Linked DNA regions of Mus musculus: regions 1 and 2 are each linked to region 3. A link is a contact called in public ChIA-PET data. All regions are on one chromosome and are shown on one strand. Each heading gives the region's core, a stretch centred on a gene start, on an enhancer-like site or on the middle of the called end of the contact. The rest is flanking DNA. Distances are from core to core; before and after follow the strand shown. Region 1 has its middle 6.3 kb from the start of Igsf8. Region 2 holds the start of Tomm40l (translocase of outer mitochondrial membrane 40-like). Region 3 holds the start of Slamf1 (signaling lymphocytic activation molecule family member 1).

Region 1 (4,716 bases), core at 786-3,285, 540 kb before region 3:
CTGAGAGGGACCCGCTGGTTCAGAATCCCATCTGGAGGGTGTCAAAGAGCAAAAGCAGGCCTCACTCTCACTCTCTGTGAGATCCCGAGCAGAGTAGGCCGCAATGAAGTCAGGAAATAGCAGTCCAGTAGACAGCTCTGCGGACTGGGTGTTAGTTGAGCCTCGGGGGCAAGAGGTGGTTAGCACCAGGTGACTGCTTCTGAGTCACCAGGTTGAGCAAGAGGCAAATTTGAAGAACAGGTCATTTACGGGTTTGTCTGCCTCCAGCTGAGTGAGGTGAGGAACAAACGCTGGGCTGACTGAAAGGCGGCTTTGTGTTGGGCGCTGTGTACACACTAGGCTTGCTCATTCAGTCCTCGCCACAGCCTTGGAAGCTAAGAACTGTGCTTACCTCCCTCCATGTTACAGCCAGGAAGCGGGAGCAGAGACCTTGTGCAATTTACCCAAGTTTGCATAGCAAATAAACAGGAACGCTCACAGGCAAATGAGCTTAAATGTCCTGAACATATGTCTCCTCTCCTGTATGGTGACCTGCATACATTCAGTGTGTGTGAATATGCGTGCCTTGTGTGTGTATATATAGTGTAATGTGGTGGGTGGGTGTGTGATGTATGTATGGTTGTGGTGTGGTGTGGTATATGTATGTGTGTGTGTGAGATGTATGTGCGGTGTGTAATGTGGTGTGTGTGTGTGTGTGTGTGTGTGTGTGTGTGTGTGTGTGTGTGTGTGTGTGTGATATGTGTGGTGTGTGATGTGGTATATGTGTATGTGTGTGTGTGGTGTATGTGATATATGTGGTATGGTGTATGTAGCACACAGTAGGTGTTTTATAAGTATTTCTTGAATAAGTCAGTGCAGGGCTAGAGGTCCCGGATAAGAGGAAACAATGAGAGCTGTGTGCTGGGACTTTGAGGGAAAGAGAGAAGAACAGGTTTCATGTACACACGCCAAAGACTTCTGACTCTGGGGTCTCAGCTCCTCACAGCCTCCCAGACGAGGAAAGAGCTTTGAGACCCAGTCCAAAGCACCCCAGCATGGAAGGGCTTCTCTGTTCTCCCCTCTAACCAGAACAGAAGGCAGGGAGGTGCAAGGGGTGGTGTGGGATGCACAGCCTGCCCAGCCAGCTCACGCAAGCTCTGATGCTCCTGCTTAGACCTCCCTGGTCTCAGCTGAGCGTCTTCCTCGGCCTCTTTCCCATCAGTCCTTGCCTGTCCACTTGTCCACCTGGACTCTGAAGGAGGCCAGTACCCCTTGGCTATTCTGGCTGAAGAGTGGACAATTCCCTTTTTGCTTGGTCCAACTGAAACAAGGATGGAATTTTTCCAAAGGCTCTCTATTAGGAAAGTAACGGAAAAACAAAGCCAGAAATAAAAACTGCAAAAACAAAGAAACAGATGGAGCAGTGGGGGTGAGAGTGCTGGCCATGGGAGCGAGTGGGAGCTGGGTCCCGATGGTAAGACAATCCTCAATACCCAGACACACACACACACACACACACACACACACACACACACACACACACACGTATACACACATGCACACACGCACACACGTACACACACACACACACACACACACACATACACGCACACACGCACGCATGCGCACACACATTTCTACACGCACTCACAACATCTGCCGTTGGCCCTCGGATGGCATTTTCCACATTGAACTGTATATACAGAGCTTGTTTCAATCTGCCTTCTTATTTTGACTGAGCTTCTCAAGGCCACTGCCAATTCTAATTATTCCTCCTCTTCCTCCTCTTCCTCCTCTTCCTCCTCCTCCTCTTCTTCCTCCTCCTCTGTGTGTGTGTGTGTGTGTGTGTGTGTGTGTGTGTGTGTGTGTGTGTGTATGTGTGTGAGGGCAGGGAGTGACTAGAGGAAATCAGTCTTTTCTCTCTGGTTACCCCATGGCCTCCATGGTGGACACTTCTGTTTCCTCTGATCTCTGATTCTATCTCGCCCTGACCACTTCCACCCACACATGAAAGTTTCCTATTTCAGAACTCAAACATCTGTCGCTCAAAAATCAAGCCACACCGCTTCCTGGGCAACCTAGCAAGGGCAGGCTCTGTGCTCCAAAGAGGGAAGGTGCTGGAGACCACATCCAGTGAAAGAGAAATTGCACTCTAAAGGCTAGGACCTTGGAGATCGAGGGCAGAAAGTAATAATCTATGTTCCTTAAGCATTTTTGCCCTGCACGCAGAGTTAGTGACTGGGTAAATGAGTTCAGGAAACCTTCTGTCCAATTAGTGGTCAGTCTGAGATTTACTTTCTAGGCATTCTGACTCCATTTGTGGACACAAAACTGGTGTCTGGGGCATGACATGGGTATGGAGGTGTGACCAGCTGCCAGCCATGGTGACAGGGAACACCAAGAAGGAGAACCAGCCACTCTACATTGGCACTGTGTTGGCACAGAGGACCCTACCTCTTGATGTTCTTGGGATGAAGGGGCCAACCAAAACAAACATAAAATGTATGGTCTGAGTAGGTGGGGCTGGTATGTCGGGGCTAGACAGTAAGGCTTTGGGCAGACCTGGTTCTCACAGCCAGGGGGCACTGTCCCTAACTTCAGTTCCATTATTTCTATAATGGGAGCCATGGCCGCACTGACCTCACTGTTTCCTGGTCATTGTCAGGAAGATAAGTTATGGTGAGTGCTATGGCACATGGGCAGTGGGGTAGGCCCAGTGAACAGGAGAAGAGAGTCCTCCACACAGGACCCTAGCCCCGCATCCCTCACACCCCCTCCTCAGTTACCCACTGTCTTCTTTCCTTTCTATTTCCTAAAGCAATCTTCTTGAAAGAAGGTGGCCTGCTTCAGCCTCCAGCTTCCTCACCACATGCCCTGTTAGTGTGGAATGAGGTTGGGGGGGGGGGGGAAGATTGTTGTTTCCAGGTTTGACCTGCCATGAAGATGGCTTCCTTAGAGGTCACAACAGTCACCTCAGAGGTGTCTGAGGTAAAAAAAAAAAAAAAAGAAGTAACCAGCCTCATTTCCCTTTGTCAACTGGAACTTGGCTTTTAGAGTTCTTTCTTATGCTCTTATAACGGTTCCTCTCTCAACTCTAGGTCCTTAGCTTGGTCTAGCTCTCTCAATCTTTCTGGCTTCTCTACCTCACCATCTTCTAGACCAGTGGTTCTCAACCTTCCTAATGTTGCAATCCTTTAATACAGTTCCTCATGCTGTGGTGACCCCCAACCATAAAATTATGCCCCTTGCTACTTCGCAACTGTAAAGTCGCTAGTGTCATGAGACAGAATGTAAATCTCCGATATGCAGGATAGCTGATGTGTGACTTCCATGAAAAGGTCTTTCTAGCCACACAGGGGTTATGACCCACAGGTTCAGAGCCGCTGGTCTAGGCTCATCTTTGGCTTAAGTATTGAACACATTTCTTCCTAAGACTCTTGCCATTTGTCCTCCAGATTCCCCCACCTTAGTGACCTCTGCCTCCATGGTCATCTCTATGCAGGTGACTTCCACAGCCCATGCTCCCTGCGGAGGTCCAGTCCTGTCTCATCTATTCAAGAAGCCCCTCCTGCAGCCTGACCACACACAACACCTCAGCCTCACAACCCACCACAGGGATGTGATAGCTTGTTTCCCAACTTCATAACAGTCAGAGCTGCGCAACACCCCCACTCCACAAGTCTTTCCTCCCCTGCCCTGGCAAGCAACCAGCTACGGAGTCCTGAATGCTCACCCCTGCTGTTCCCCCCCCACCTCCTCTCCTGCCACACCCTCTCCCTGATAGCTCCTATCTCTTCCTTCCAGCCCCACACCTCACACCCATGCGCTTACGTGCGCACACACACCCCCCCCTTCAATCAAAGGAGTCTTACCCAGGGTACAATTTGAATGAGATGATTTCTTTCTTCAGAAACTTTAAATGTCTCCATATTGTTTATAGCAATATTTCTCAAACTTTCTCGGTGGTAAAAATACAGACTCCCACTCCCCACCCCCGCCCTCATGAATCAGAATCTTTGAGCCTGGCCCCACTGTTCTGTATTTTTAACACGTATCCAGGTGACTTTTAGCATCACAGGTTTTTATTTTCCTTCTTCTTCTTTTTTTTTTTTTAACAGAATGCTGGCATTTAGGATAACACTTAGTCTGACATTCGAGGCTCTCTGTATCCACTTCCCAGATTGACTTCACATTCTCCTCTATACTCTGGATGCTACTGCAGCCCCTGATGTCCCGAACCTACAGGGTTCCGTCTCACGGAGCCAGATCTCTCCTATCTATCAAGACTCAATTAAAAGGCCACCTCCTCCGTGAAGACCTTCTTGATTCTTCCGGCTGAGCATCATCTCTCTCATCTTGGAGCTGATATCACCTTCTAGTCTAACCATGTGCAATCAGCAGGCATTAGCGCCTAGCTCACAGAGCGCTGTTGTTCTCTTTCCCTCCCCTTTATCATCTGTGCTCTTTCTTGTTACCATTGCAGCCCCTAGAGCCAAATAGACTAGGTCTGAGTCCCAGATCCCCCACTTGATTGGGTGCCTCAGTTTCCCTATCTGTAAAGCAGAGTTGGTACGAGAACTAAATTAACATGCGTCGTCTTTAGTTTCGGAGTCTGGAGGATCCAATGTCAGGGTACGGACAGATGCCACGTCTAGTGGGAACCTTGGGGTAAGGTCCAGGCCTGGCACCTAAACTTAAAGCTAGGATGAGAATCCTTCACTTAGCCAGTCAGTGGAG
Region 2 (4,566 bases), core at 2,003-4,502, 540 kb after region 3:
TTCTCCATCAAATCTTTGCCATAATCAGTCATGCTCTGAAAGTATTGAGTGAACAGGCTCTGCATATCCGGTCCGTCTGCCTGTCTCTTAACCAAAGCTCCTACACAAACATAGATCACAGTCTCTGCATGTAGACTGCCAGCAATGAATCCCGGTCTCCCCTCACACCCCACAGGACCCACCCCAGCTTTTAGCCCCTTCCCCAAATTGGTGGCCTGCTACGTATTTTCTGTTGGTGGTTTTGAGTTGGTTTGGGTTTTTGGACTTTAGAAAGAGAATAATCTTCCTGTTGAGTCCACTGGTTGATGCACTCAACCTATACAAGAAGCACAAGAGAGTTGGGCAGCCAAGACTCTCAGTACCTTCTTTCCTTTGGTTTCCCCCGTATCAAAACCTCACCTTCCAGGCTACAGATGGTGACCAGCAGTGCGACCATTGCGAGCAGCTTCATGATGGCAGACTATGGCCTAGGAACAGTGCTGCTGGTGAGAAAGAACACTGCCGTCAGAGGGGCTTCAGCCCCTTGCAGGGATTCCCCCCCACCCAGATGGATGCTCACTCTAACTTAGCTCCTTCCCTCTCCACAATTAAAGTCCCATGCTCTTTGCACGTTGCCCACCCACAGCTCTGTTCCCTCAGCATACCGATTCTGTGCTGCAGTCCTTCCCGTCTACTCTGGGCTTGACTGGAGGTAGGGGCTATATACACATATACTCCCCCACCCCCACCCCGTCAGGTGATACGGAGAATGGCAAGTCCAGAAGGGCAGAGATCAGGCTGGAGTAAACAAGGGTTAGACATGGACAAAAGGACAAGCAAAAGGGACTCTTGGTGTCACAGTGAACCACAGGGGCATAAACTCTAGTGAAGGCCAATGTCTGCTTATGATTTATCCTTTTGGGATCAGGAGTTGATGGGTTTATATGTATCCATCAGGTAATCAGGATTCTAAGTTATTTTTCTGGAAAGCTCCAACATGCAGCTCTTAGCCCTCGTCATCTTTACCTTATTATGGACAAGTTTCATTTCCCCAACCCTTCACCCCTTCATAGCAATTTGGCAGAGAGGAATTTGGGAACAGAAGGAGAAAGGAGCAAGGCACAGTGGCACAAGCTTTTAATCCCAGCCCCGGGGAGTCAGAGGCAGATTGGTCTTTGTGAACTTGAGAGCAGCCCGATCTATATAGTGAGTCTCAGGACGGCACAGAGAGATTCTGTCTCAAAGGAAGAAAGGAAGAAAGAAAGAAAGAAAGAAAGAAAGAAAGAAAGAAAGAAAGAAAGAAAGAAAGAAAGAAAGAAAGAAAGAGGAAGAAAGAGGAAGAAGGGAAATGAATTGAAATAGGAGGTGGAAAGGAATGGGGGTTATGAAGATATAAGTCAGAACAGGTACAACTGCCTCTGTCCCTTTTTGAGTTAATGTGTAATGAGATAGGAAGGGGGCATGAACACCACACACACAAACACACACACACACACACACACACACACACACACACACACACACACCCCTCACGGACATACAAAAGACACACAGAGAAAATGCTGCATTGGAATTATTGTATTTGATAGGTCTCATGAATGAAATTCCTTTAAAATAATCATGAAATACAAGTCCATTTATGGGTTCTCATCAATGTGTGCTCCCTGCCTCCAAAAAACAAATTCAGAAAAATAGCCTCTGCCCTCCTGCTCCCAACCTCAGTAGTTAAGAGGCTCTGTCCAAATCAAGGTCAAAGGGCCTGGACACTTGATCCCCTTATCAGTTAGGTCCTGGCCCCTGGCCCAGTTCTAACTGTGTGGAAGGACAGAGGTACATTCGCTAGGCCCAGGGCTCTCCAGTGGAGTCAACTCAGTAGCTACTGAAAACATTCCTATCACTCACCTTTTTGCCACCAAGCTTACCCTGTGTGTACTGGAATATTAGTGAGAGATACGGGGGTGGAAGTGTGGAAGCTAGGGAGGGAGAGTGCAACCGAAGACCAAGAAATCTGTTTATTTTAGTTATGTGTTTTGCTTCCACGTGTATCTGTGTAAGAGTGTCAGATTCTCTGGAACTGGAATTAAAGTTGTGGGTGCTAGGATTTGAACCTGGATCCTTTGAAAAGTAGCCAGTTCTCTCTCTCTCTCTCTCTCTCTCTCTCTCTCTCTCTCTCTCTCTCTCTCAAACACACACACACACACACACACACACACGACTCTCTCTCTTTGCATGTATAAATGCAAACAACAGAAGGGTACATCAGATTCCATTACAGATGGTTGTGAGCCACTATGTGATTGCTGGGAAGTGAACTTATGACTTTTGGGGAAGCATCTGAGCCACCTCACCAGCCTCGTCACTGCTCTTACCCACTTCGCCATCTCTTCAACCCTTGCATATGCAATCTTGCATATTTCCAGTTGTCCTCTTGTGGACTTACCTCTAGTGTCACATCACTGCTTGCCCCTGGCCCTGGGGGGAGGAGCGTAACTTCAGGCTGCGGTTGTATTCTTAGATTTTATTTGTCTTTTCTCCATGTAAATAATAACTAGAGAGGGTAGCTGCTTCGGAAGCTAGTTCTGCCCACAACTCTCTCCTCGCCCTCAGAACTCTCACAGTCATTTTTTTTGGGGGGGGGGGGTCGTTGAGACAGGGTTTCTCTGTATAGCCCTGGCTGTCCTGGAACTCACTTTGTAGACCAGGCTGGCCTCGAACTTAGAAATCCGCCTGCGCCACCACGCCGGGAAGGCAAGGCCTGTGAATTCCAGCGGGGGAAGGGGGGACGGCGGGGGGCGGTAGAGGTCTGTTTTGGGGGGTTGGATTGTGAGTAGCAGTCCTTTGGAGGTGGTATAGAGTGGAGAGTTGTGGGGATTCTCCAGCCGGCTTTCAGGAAGGTGGAGGGTAAAGTGAACCACGTCTTCACAACCCCTGAGTGTGATATATTCATAAAATAGGTCTTCAAACTATAGTTTCACTTTTCTCACGTTCCGGTTTAAGGAACTCCATTGGTCTAATAGGCAAAATGCTCCCTCTAGTGTCTTGAATGCTCAAGAGTTTATCTCGACCTTGAGGAGGTTGGGCGGTCTTAAAAGGGGGCCTTCCACTAACGTCTAAAGGGCCACCCACAAACTCCCACTCGCCACTGCACTCGGACTGAAGCCCTGGGGCCTGCAGGCCTGCCACTCTTCTGTTTTCTCCTCTCCTATTGGTCACTAGTAAATTGAGGCACCTTTTTCATCATTGAGTGGGTTGGGTCTTTGGGCGCTTCCTTTGCCCATTTCCAAGATGGCGCCTACGGACATGCTTGGAATACAGGGTGAAGCTGCAGTTCTGCCATTACTCAAGATGGCTGCCCCCATCAAGATGACCGGGTGTGCCTAGGGGGAAAGAGGCTGCAGGATGGTCTGAGATGGTAAGGGCTAGTGTTCCATTGCGGGCAGACCCTTGGGACGTGGGAATGAAGAACAGAGAAACTAGAAAGTCAGCGGAAGCCTGCGGTAGTAGTTAAGACTAGATAATGGGAGAGCAGACGGGGGTGACAGGTGGGGGTGAGGGATCAACGATGGGGCGGGAGTGTGCCCGGGATTCAACTTTAGCATCGGTGTTCTCTCCCCCTACTGTTCCTTATTGCAGGTCTAGCATTGAACCATATGGAAGTTTCTGAAACTGGGGAGCCCGATGATGGGGGGTGGAGCCCGTGGGGGATAGAGGGAGCAATAGATTTTATCCCCAGGCTAACCCCAACCCCTCCCTGTCCTCTGGATTAAAATGGGGAACACCCTGGGCCTGGCACCGATGGGTACTTTACCCCGCCGGAGCCACCGTCGAGAGGAACCGCTGCCCAACCCCGGGAGCTTCGACGAGCTGCACCGGTTGTGCAAAGGTGAGACCGCAGCTTTTGGGTGTCTCAGGATGAAGGGTCATAGAGAAGGGGAGGGTCCTGAATGCTGATGTCCAGTGATGTGAACAGCGAGGGGAGATCACAGCTGGAGCATCCGGCAGTCAAAAAGGACCAGATGTTCAAAGCAGAGCGTTTTGTTGCAGGATTTGAAAGGAGGTCATTTCCTCCAGTGCTTCATATGCAATTGAAAGGGGAGTCCGTCTATGTAGTTAGGGGTCCTTATCTGTGCATGTTCCTTCCCTTCAGATGTATTCCCAGCACAGATGGAAGGCGTGAAGCTGGTTGTCAACAAGGTTCTGAGCAGCCATTTCCAGGTGCTCCCACTGGTCTGGCCCCTACTTACCCCCCTCCTCCCTGCTTGTCTCTGGATCCTCTTTACACCTATTAGTCCTGTCTTGGCTAGGCTATGTGGGACAAATGAGGGGAAGTGTGGGGTCCTCCCCCCCCAATGCCTTTAAGCAACAAGATGTGGGACTTGTTGCTTAAAGTCCAGTGGCCCTCTGCATGCGTTGGAATAGTTGAGGTTTTAAAAAGCCCCCTCTGGATGGAAAAAAAGGTCAAGGGTGGGAGACGGGATTGAAACGAAATAGAATGCTCTGTTCTCCGTTGTCTCCTCTTTCCTCAGGTGGCTCATACTGTGCACATGAGTGCCCTGGGCTTGCCAGGGTACCACCTCCATACCGCCT
Region 3 (4,493 bases), core at 589-3,088:
AGTCAAGATGCCATATAGAAGCTGCCTAGCTTCTTGAACATCACTCACTTACATGTGAAGTTCACTGTAAATAAAGACATCAACTATCCTTTAGGAGCCTTTGCTTTTCTTGGGAAGGGACGTTTGCACTTTTTGCATCTTATAGTTCTGAGTAGGAACTGAAAATTGAGCAGAAATGGGAAGGTGCACACTTTTTTACAAGAATCAAGCTCCTCTGGGTTGCCCTGACACGACTGATAAGTCTCATTTGCAAAGTATTTCTATTTGGGTTTTAATGGGGTTTCACAAAAGAGTACACATTTATAAATAGAAACACTGACAAAAATTGAGCTTATTTTAGAACGTGGAATGCAAGGAAAGAATAGTTGCCAAGTGGAGAGACATGTATGTATCCTGGGGCTGGGCTGTCGCTCACTAGCCAGTGACCTCCTACCCTTAAGCAGAACATTTGCTAGCTACATCTGAGCTGCTACAGACAAGGTTAGACAAGGAGAAAACCAAACGTTCATTCCATAGTTACTACAGTCACCAAGTAAGCCAGCAATGGTGGGTTCAAATGGTATGCAACAAGAAGGGCTTAGCTCTACCTCCAAAGATGCTCAGTTTGATTATCTCAAAGTGGAGCTAGACAAGGGTCTCCTCATCTGAGACTTGAATAAAAGATTCTAGGTACAGCCCCCCACCCCCAATCCCTGGCACATTTCAGGGTTTTTCTTAGAAAAGTCCATAATGGATTTACAGTCATGAATCCCCCACGACCAAAATGCTCTGGCTCTCAGGATTTCCCCGATCCGCTTCCTAAAGCCATCTCTGCCAGGCTGTCTCCCACAATCTAATTAAACTCTACAATGGAGTTGACCATTCATTCCATGGTTAGCCCAGTATGCACTGCTTAGCACGGTTGCTCTCCAATACCTTTCCTTACAGTTCCCACCCACTAAGTAGAAAACAACAGCTTGCCTTGGAAAAGAGAAGAACCAGAGGGATGGGAGAGAAGTCCTGCTCCTTTAACCCTTTGCCATCACTTGAGCCCACTGCAGAGCCTTGAAGTTTCCTGATTGCACTTTCCCCATTCTGTAAGCAACCCTGGGCTCCAAAATCCCAACGTTTCCTCTTCTTGGTGCTTTGGAGTCATCTCTTATAAGAAAGCATGACCACACCGCAGCCACTGTCTGGTGTGAGCCTAAGGTCTGAGGTTTCCCACTTCTACCTGTTGCTCCTATCACCCTTGCTTTTCACTGGACCGGTGTTCTTTGTCTGCCAATGATGTACATGTGAGAGTCGTTTTCCTCAGCAGAAGTATAGGTCAAGTGTCCCAGAGCTTTGGTCCCTAGCCTGGGTCTTTGCCAGAAGGGTAGCCACATAAACCAGCTACTCAGAATTTTAGCCTGAGTCCAGGAAGCTGACTATGGACATAGCAGGTGCCTTTAGCTTCTGGTTTCCATAGAAACTAGTGTAGATGGGACAAATCCTTGTAGCCCAAGGCTCAGGGAACTCAACAGGTTTCTTCCTCTTTGAAAGACACAGTGGAAACCCAGAGGCACTCTCCTTAAAGAAGAGGCAACTGAACAGCACTCCCCAGCCCTTGGCTTCTCCATCCATGGGGCTCTGCTGATTCCAAACTGCTAAACACAAGACTCAAACCCTTTAAACAAATGGACACTCACCTGTTCCGTAGCTCAACTCAAAAGCCAGGGAGAGAAACAGAAGTATTCTCCAGGAAAGGGATCCTTTGGGATCCATTAGCCAGCAATCGCAGACAGGGTCCCCAGCTGTGAGCTCAGCTCAGCTCAGCTCGGCAGGACAGCTGCTTACTGTTACCCCCAAGGAAGAAGCTCTGATCGTCGAAGTGCTGCCTCTGCTGACAAGTTCCTGAACCAGCTTCCTGTCTCAACCGGGTTTTTTTTTTTTTTTCTACTTGAGCCTCCAGGATTGCTCATTTATGATCAGGCTTAAATCACTTTATCACTTCATTGTTCTTGAGAAGCCAAAGTCAGGTGTTCAGACCCATGGGAGTTGGGAAAGGGGCTGTAATGTCACATCAGTCAAACCCTGGCTTGGGGAAGAAGTGTGATTCCCCCCCCACCCCTCTTTTTTTCTAAGCTGTTTCCAGGAAATGGGTGTCACAAGTTCTTTGAGCAGATCTGTCTGGTAAACTCTTCTTGGATCCTAAGAAAAAAACGGACATTGAGTAGACCACCTACAAATTAGGGAATCCAGAGCTCAACTTCTATTTGTAACTTACTTGGCATGAGATGACAGGACTGTTACTTATGATTCGTTACATAATCTCATTGAATACCTGTGCAAGTGATACTTTGAGCTATAGTCACAAACTGATAGAGTAGACAGGCGTAGACATCTCTGACCAACAGCCCATTTTCCTGACAGGCACAGTGGGGCAGAATCAAGTTAGCTCTCTGTTGCCTTCAATTTAGAAGTTGTTTGTAAGGTTTGCTATGGAGAAAGGATGGAAGAAAGAACTTCCATGAACAGAACACTAGAATAGGAGCTCAAAAGGAGACTTTGAAAGGTGAGGCTGTGTGTGTGTGTGTGTGAAAGTCAAAGAACAACCCCTAGGAATCAGCTTTTTTCTTCCATCATGTGGGATCAAGTAATTAAACTCACGTTGCCAGGCCTATGCAGCAAGTATCCTTATCCACCAAGCTATCTTACTAGTCCCCAGGCTAATGCTTTTAGAATCCATTGTCATATTCACAGATAATCTACTCTTGACCCCAAAGGTCATGGGGTAGAAAGAGCTGGAGTTAGAGGAAAACTGGTCTGTAGTTCTCTTTGTTTTCTCTTCTCCTGCCTCCTGTATCCAACTTCATAATGATGTATTGGGCATGGTGTGTTCCCAGATGTGTCCTCACTGTGGTAGCTAGGAATTAACTCCACATAAGGGGTTAATATCATAGAAATTGAAAAATGATATAAATTGGAGTTTCCTTCCTTCCTCCCTCCCTCCCTCCCTCCCTCCCTCCCTCCCTCCCTCCCTCCCTCCCTCCCTCCCTTCCTTCCTTCCTTCCTTCCTTCCTTCCTTCCTTCCTTCCTTTTCCCTTTTCCTTTGTTTGTTTGTCTGATGGTTTTATTGTATTTTCTTTTTTTGAGATAGGGTCTCACTATGTAGTTCTTGCTGGCCTGGAACTCACCATGTAGACCCGACTGGTCTCCAATTCACCTGGTTCTGCTTCCCAAGTGCTGAGATTAAAAGTGTGCACCACCACACCTGGCTATTGAATCAGAGTTTTCAAGAATAATGCATGCCCTTGAGTCACACAACTCCTGGAATGCATGCTCCATCCTGTGTGCTTAGGTCAGGCCCCTCCCTCTCTTCAAAGACTTAGACTCATGTTCACTTTATTCTTCTAGGATGAACTCTTTACTTTTAAAAAATAATAGTTTTATTAGTTCTTTGAGAATTCTATCATATTCATGTCCCCTATTCTTCCAAGGACATCCACCCAGCTTTGTGTCTTTTCCTTCTTAGCCCATCAAAACAATTTTGTGCTGCCCAAATATTCCTGGATGTGTGATCTTCCACCAGAGCCTGGATGACTTACCAAGGACTATGTTCTTGAATACATATGTGTCCCGCTGTGTCTGGAAGACACTGGTTCCTTGTAGTCGCCCACCACCTCTGTCTCTTACATTCTCTCCACCCCCACTCTTGTGAAAAGGGGACCCAGTATAGATGTTCCATGCGAATGAGGATCTATAATGAAAAAGAGCAAGCTGAGCAAAGGAAAAATACTAAATGTACAGTTGGGGGGAGTAGAAAATAGCACCAAAAATTTCAATAGAGTCAAGTCCAGTGCTCAAGAAGATAAAAGGTTTAAAGAAAAGTCTAATGCTAAGTGGAATAGAGGGAGCGGTGACCTCAGGACAAGACCAGAGCCAGCTAAGCTTCTGATTTGTGAAAAGCAATTAATGAACTGTGAAAAGGAATTAAAGAAAAGCTTTAATCCCAGCACTCCAGAGGCAGAGACAGGTGGATCTCTGAGTTCAAGGCCAGTCTCATCTACAGATGGAGTTCCAGGACAGCCAAGCTTAGGGCAGTGAAGAAAACCATCAAAACCATAAAGTTGATGCAGATATAACCGAATGATTGTGTGTGTGTGTGTGTGTGTGTGTGTGTGTGTGTGTTTGTGTGTTCTAGCCCCAGCAAGTAGCAGAACTTGGTAATTTTAGCTACATGGCTCTGGCTTTATAGTAAAAGATAAAAGAAAGGGGTTGCAGAATCTCCCTCCATGACAAAGGAAAGCTGTGGGTGTCTCTGCATGGAGGCCTACAGAGGCTATTGTGTGAAGCTGTGAAGGTGAAGCCTGGATTGCCTTGGAACCACAAGAGGTTGGAGGTGCCAGAGCCATTAGAAAAGCTGCTAACAGGGACTGGGACCAGCCCAAGAGAGGAAGAAGTGTGTTGCAGTTCACAAAGCTGAAAGGAGTTGGAGATCTGAGGAACACTTTGACATTAGACATAGAGATACA

What was found. ChIA-PET counts read pairs in DNA pulled down with a chosen protein or histone mark.
Region 1: an RNA polymerase II ChIA-PET map of memory CD8 T cells shows a contact between it and region 3, with 42 read pairs. The contact joins the enhancer-like site here to the promoter of Slamf1 in region 3. A contact is called at or near these places in 2 of 115 datasets of contacts at active chromatin or transcription factors (large pre-B cells and memory CD8 T cells).
Region 2: an RNA polymerase II ChIA-PET map of memory CD8 T cells shows a contact between it and region 3, with 8 read pairs. The contact joins the promoter of Tomm40l here to the promoter of Slamf1 in region 3. A contact is called at or near these places in 1 of 115 datasets of contacts at active chromatin or transcription factors (memory CD8 T cells) and 2 of 9 other capture datasets (adipose tissue and liver).

The regions. Positions count from the first base shown.
Region 1 is chr1:172,303,675-172,308,390 of GRCm38.p6, reverse strand. No RefSeq gene overlaps it. Among named protein-coding and RNA genes, the nearest start is that of Igsf8, 6.3 kb to the left of the region's middle. Within about 2 kb of position 2,035, at least 66 of the 459 cell types and tissues checked have an H3K27ac peak or open chromatin away from gene starts, as enhancers often do. A contact at or near this core is called in memory CD8 T cells, where this site is marked.
Region 2 is chr1:171,221,200-171,225,765 of GRCm38.p6, reverse strand. It overlaps Tomm40l (translocase of outer mitochondrial membrane 40-like), which reads left to right and starts at 3,252. Exons shown (of 10, transcript NM_001037170.2): 1 at 3,252-3,391; 2 at 3,613-3,862; 3 at 4,127-4,194; 4 at 4,506-4,566. The coding sequence starts at 3,748. It overlaps Apoa2 (apolipoprotein A-II), which reads right to left and starts at 712. Exons shown (of 4, transcript NM_001305549.1): 1 at 645-712; 2 at 400-479; 3 at 1-100. The coding sequence starts at 451.
Region 3 is chr1:171,764,477-171,768,969 of GRCm38.p6, reverse strand. It overlaps Slamf1 (signaling lymphocytic activation molecule family member 1), which reads right to left and starts at 1,838. Exons shown (of 7, transcript NM_013730.4): 1 at 1,668-1,838. The coding sequence starts at 1,743.